Regions from separate parts of the Mus musculus genome. Here region 2 is linked to region 1. Evidence: chromatin contacts called from public HiChIP or PLAC-seq data. All regions are on one chromosome and are shown on one strand. The core of a region is the stretch at or near the end of the contact, and the rest is flanking DNA. Distances in the headings are between cores, read along the strand shown. Region 1 has its middle 13 kb from the start of Plpp4. Region 2 has its middle 77 kb from the start of Wdr11.

What was found. HiChIP or PLAC-seq counts read pairs in DNA pulled down with a chosen protein or histone mark.
Region 2: a contact with region 1 is called in an H3K27ac HiChIP or PLAC-seq map of VIP interneurons, with 6 times the contacts expected there. The contact joins two enhancer-like sites. A contact is called at or near these places in 4 of 39 promoter capture datasets (cranial neural crest, embryonic stem cells, second pharyngeal arch cranial neural crest and 1 more), 41 of 484 Hi-C or Micro-C datasets (Sertoli cells, astrocytes, brain and 23 more), 12 of 115 datasets of contacts at active chromatin or transcription factors (SST interneurons, VIP interneurons, astrocytes and 8 more) and 2 of 9 other capture datasets (adipose tissue and embryonic stem cells).

Annotation. Positions count from the first base shown.
Region 1 is chr7:129,242,669-129,245,368 of GRCm38.p6, reverse strand. No RefSeq gene overlaps it. Among named protein-coding and RNA genes, the nearest start is that of Plpp4, 13 kb to the left of the region's middle. Within about 2 kb of position 1,343, at least 3 of the 459 cell types and tissues checked have an H3K27ac peak or open chromatin away from gene starts, as enhancers often do. A contact at or near this core is called in VIP interneurons, where this site is marked.
Region 2 is chr7:129,513,390-129,516,089 of GRCm38.p6, reverse strand. No RefSeq gene overlaps it. Among named protein-coding and RNA genes, the nearest start is that of Wdr11, 77 kb to the left of the region's middle. Within about 2 kb of position 1,254, at least 8 of the 459 cell types and tissues checked have an H3K27ac peak or open chromatin away from gene starts, as enhancers often do. A contact at or near this core is called in VIP interneurons, where this site is marked.

The sequences.
Region 1 (2,700 bases), core at 94-2,593:
GTAATGAATGAGTGAGGTGCAGCAGGCAAAGCAACTCTTGCATTGTTCATTATTATTTCCACTAAGGCTATGGTTTTGATGTGGTCTTCAGAGTCAATGGACATTGGTTCCGACAATGTCTCTGCCCCCTCTCCATCAAGTGACCTCGGGCAACTGGCCTAACCTCCCTGTGCTTTGGTCCCTATGGAACAATGTTAGTATTGACACCTGCCCTGCAGAGCATTCAGGGTGCCCAGTGAGGTGAGGTATGTAAGTGGTGGGCACACAGTATGTGGCAACTGGCCAGCACTGAGGAAACAGAGCAGCGGGTTTTTCTTTTAGAAATAATTGTATTGCCTGAGTGGGATCGATTGGTTGTAAGGCTCTGTTCTAGTTTGATTTTTGTTGCTGTGATAAAACACTCTGACCAAAAGCAACTTAGGGGAGGAAAAGATTTATTCGGCTTATACTTCCAGGTCACAGCCCATCACCAAAGGAAGTCAGGCAAGAACTCAAGCAAAAACTTGAAGCAGAAACTGTCGAGGAATGCATGCGACTTGCTGGCTTTCTCTCAGGCTTATGCTTAGCTGGATTTCTTATGCAGCCTAGACCTCCCTGCCCAGGGAATGAATGGTACCGCCCACAGTGGGACTGGCCCTTCTACATCAATTAATAATCAAACCACACCCCCAAACATGCCCACGGGCCAATCTGATATAGACAAACCCTCAATCAATTGAGACTTCTTTTTCAGGTGACAAGCTAACTAGGACAAGCTTCTCCACAGAGCTGCCTTGGTCTTCTGCTGTTTGGCTTCGCCTGTGTCCATCTATTCCTTTTGGAGAAGGAATACTGAAGGAAAGTCGGTGGGCTGGCCTTCCTGCAGACTGCATATTAGAAATGGTGGTTTCAAATCAGCGTGTAAAGTCTTAAATCAAAGTATGGTTATGAGCAATATAAAAGAAAGAGCATACTAACCCTCAGTGCACCAGGGATTCCCCAGTAAGTAAACCTGTGTAGCCACATAAGCTGAGTTTTGTATAAACATTAGAGAAGATTGCCACCTTCTGCTCCTGCATGGGTCTGGCATCTGCATGAAGGTGACAATGATCAGAAGTCATGTACTCCATGCAGGTTATTGTAATGTGCTAGCCTCTGCATATCTCTTTGCATCGAATGCATACAGGGGGACAACAGTGCTAGTCCAGTGCCTGTCCTTGTCACTTTGAACCTGTCAGCTGTGTCGTGACAAGTTTGGACACTTTGCCAAGTAAAATGTGCAGCTGGCCCATCAGAATAATGCCCCGTGTCGGAGGCACGATTCAGTCCTCTCAAAAGGCTCGGCTGCTTCCTGCCTGCCAGAGATATGTGGAAGGGAGGTGGTTATTAGCTTTCTAAGTGACTCATTCTGAGAGCAATTACTATCTCTCTCATGTTTCTAGAATAGTTTGATCGAAATATACTGTGTTTGCAAAGCAAGATATTTAAAAATCCATTGTCAGTATTCTGTGGAAAAGAGTTTTTGTTTTTTTGTTTTTTTTCTGTTCTATGTTGTGTTAATCAGTTCTGCCTTCCTTCAACAGAATACCTGAAGCAACTAATTTTATATAGAAAAAAAGTTGGCTATGGCTCATGGTTTTTGAGGTTCAAATTCTAAGGCTGGGTGGCCTTGCTGGCTTGGCCTCCGGTGAAAATGGTGTGTGTCAACACACTGTGGTAGAAATGTAGCTGAGAACGCTGGCATCAGTGAGAAGGGCCTCGATCTTCTGCAGAAACACGTGTCTCAAAGAACTCCCACTAGGATGTGCCTTTTAAAGTTCCATAGATAACAGCTTCACACTAGTGACTAAGACTTCAATCAGAGTGGGCCCTTGGGGCCACCTCTAAATCCTAGTACATTTGATCTAGAGAGAATGCAGAAAGAAAGAGGACACAGCGAGCAAAAGACGGCCGTGCTAATGTCTTAGTTTAGGTTTCTACATAGGCTGGTCCTAAATCATGAGGACCATAATCACTTGTAGTCAGTTTGGAAGTGATACCAGACAGCTCTGTAGGAGACAGGGAAACAAAACAGAAGAGGGGACAGTCCAGGTGGACCCTGTTGGCAGGTGACACTCAGCATTCTAGGGCCACTGGAGTAGACAAGGCATCTAAGTCACCTTCACCTTCCACCCAGATTCACTGGAGACCAGAGTTTGCATCCAACAACATCTGGTTCCAGAGCCACTCTGGGAATGAGGGGCAAGGATATAATACTGAGTACATCTGGCTTTCCTGGAGTTCTGCCCAAGCATATGATGAGGCCAGAAAAAGCCCTGGCAGGGAGGTGAAGATACTTGCAGGCAGCAACTAAGAGCCTGTCAGGAAAAAAAAAAAAAAAAAAAAAGGATACTGAGGAGTGGGGGAGGGGACAGTACTACAAGGCCATGTAGGGATGCACAGGTGTGAAAAGTCAGGTACATGCCCCCTCTCTCTCCATTGGTGGCAATTTAGTGCTTATCTTTCTGCATTGCCTGGGGGCGATTCTAACCTCTCTCTCTCTCTCTCTCTCTCTCTCTATATATATATATATATATATATATATATATATATATATATATATATATATATGTCAGAGGTCACTACCAGTTTTCTTCCTCTAGTACTCTCTGCCTTACTGTTTTTTGAGACAAGGTCTCCAACTAGACCTGGAATCCATTAATATGACAGGAGTAACTGTCC
Region 2 (2,700 bases), core at 5-2,504, 270 kb before region 1:
GTCTTGACTCAGACCCTCTGTAGAATACATTACTTGAATCTTTTGTTTTTTATGGAAACGTAGACAGCAAATCAGCTGAGTCTAAGAAAGAAACCAGACTATTATTTCAGGCATTCTTCTCTTTATTCTCTTGTGACAACTGTACTTCTGTATACACAACTCTAGAAGGAAAAATATCTATCTGATAGCAATCAAATTGCCCTTCTGCCTGTCCAAAGGAGATGAATGACATTTTGACTAACACAGTATGATGCTCTTTCATCCTCTGAGGGAAAAAGTGAAACTCTAAAAGCATGACAAAATGCCACATTCTTGTGTGAAATAATCTCCAAATACCAGCTGGAGCTGCCTGCTCGAAGGCAATAGGGGTTATGCTGAGTCCTGCAGTAGGCACTGAGGAGAGGGGCTGCCTCAAAAGAATCCCTCATGGTGAAATTAGATACATTCCCCTTGAAAAGTTTGGCATTGCCCTTAAACTTGAAGGACACATACATCTAATAACCCAAGACAACCTGTCGCCAGAAAAATCCCTGGATAACTTCTATATAAGTAGATCAGCATAGAGAGATGAGAATGGTCCCATCAGCACTGTGCAGACTACATGGATGGCAGGCTAACTACAATGTTCTAGTTATGTGATTAAAAATACAGCAGTCAGAAGAGAAACTGAAATTATACACAGTTGCTCAAATGAGCCCCACAGATACGATGCAGAATGAAGGAGGTATGTCACAAAGAACGTACATGGTAGGCCTCCATTCATACCAAACACAACAAGCATGATAGGTGATATCGTTCAGAAATGTATAGGGAGGCAAACGGACTGCACGTATGAGGACCAAGAAGTGATTATGTGGTAAATCAATATTGAGATCCACTCAGGACAGGGCACAGGTGTTTAGGAGGAGACAAGCAATGGTATTTGAGAGAGTGGTAGGCAAACTTGGCCCAAGTGATAGTCTTTTGTTTGTGACTAGTAAGTTGTGCTTTTTAACATCTGTTATGTTAAACAAAGAATATCCAGTGTCCTTTTCTTAGTGCTACCTTCCAGTGCTTTTGACCTGAGTCTGTCGGGTTTTTCTGTCACCTAGATGTTTGGTAGCTTTTTCACTAGCATTCATGATCTGCTATTGGATGTACCCATGTCTCTGAAATAGCAACAATTAGCCCTGATGCCCTCCCTGCCATCCCCAGAGAGTGCTCTTTTCCCAGGGCCAGCCCCTGCCAGCTGCCCTTACACAGTGCATGTCTCTCTTCGGGATCCTGTGTAAACACAGAGTGCAGCCCTCTGACGTGCCTGGGACTGCTGACAAGTGCTGTGTCGACATGGGGCGGAAAGGGTGGGAACATTCACATGAAACCTTGTCCTCCCTTTTCAGTATCATGGAGCACAGAATGACTGGATGGAGAGAGGCAAGGTGTGACTAAGAGGGAAGAGAGGCTGGGGAGGAAGCAGCTGGTGCGAAGACGCCCTTTATCTGACAAGACATTATTTCCAGCTGTCTGACCCATACATCACCAGACACTCCAAGGCTATAGGAATGTGTCAGAATGTACATATATTGGTGGGGTTAATTCAACTAAGTCAGTGTTTAACAAGCACTGCTGACTAGCTTCTGGTGCTCTGTACTTACCCACCTTTATGGATGAAAAGGTTTAAAATACTCACTACTGCCATTTTACTAAACCAGCAAACTCTCTAACTGCATTCTAAGTACTTATCCTTAAACCCACAGATAAGTGGGACTCCTACCCCTTGTCAAAGAAGCTTCTACAACAGAGAAAGACCAAGACAGAAAACCACAGCTCATTGAAATGCATAGCAAACTGATAGTCGGGTGCCCTGCCCTCAGAGATACATCTATAACACAGCCCCTGCACTCAAAACTTAGGAACAACATAAGGAAGGCGACAGAAGGACTATGATCCAGAGGACCAAGAAATCTGCCCTGAGAGTGTGTCTCCCAGGAAGCTTCATCCCGATACCTCAGCTATATGGCTGCCTCAACTAGACCTGAACGTGGCACCAAGATGGTACTGCCCGCTCCTCCAGGGGAGTTTGGTAGAAAGCATGGCTTTGTGTCTGTGGATCAAATGGACCTGAACATGCTGAACCTCACAGCTTCTCAGGGTCACCCACTTGATCATGGCAGCAAGGGGGGCATCCTTCACGGCTTTGCTGTTTAGGCATGCTCCAGGCCTAAGGATCAGAGCCCTTTATTCTCAGAAGCAGGTTCAATCTCCAGAAAAAGAGCTAAATGAAACTGAACATGCCCAACCGTCCTCCTAATTTCAATAATTGAATCTTCCTTCTCTTTGGCTTCACGAAGGACAAAAAGTGCAAGAGTCCAGGGATGTCACAAAGGGAACAAAATTCCTCTCTTGGAAATCCAGAGTGTAGGATCGCCCCATCCTGTCTAGGGGCTATCTCATGGCCATTCTCCCCCATATTCTTTGTCTTGACTCTGAACTTCATATTCTCTCCAATTACTTGTTGGATTTCTTCCTGATTGATTTTTGGATGCATATTGCAGACTGTGTGATCTTTGTATAAACTAACACACACATTTTCCACTTCTGCTCCCAGAAGTTCAGAGTAATTTGCTTAAAGTATAGATTGTAACACTCTTTGTATTTTCAGCCTGCCAAGATCCCTCATTTGGTGACTTGGCCTATCTCTATTTTTCATCCAAGTTAGCC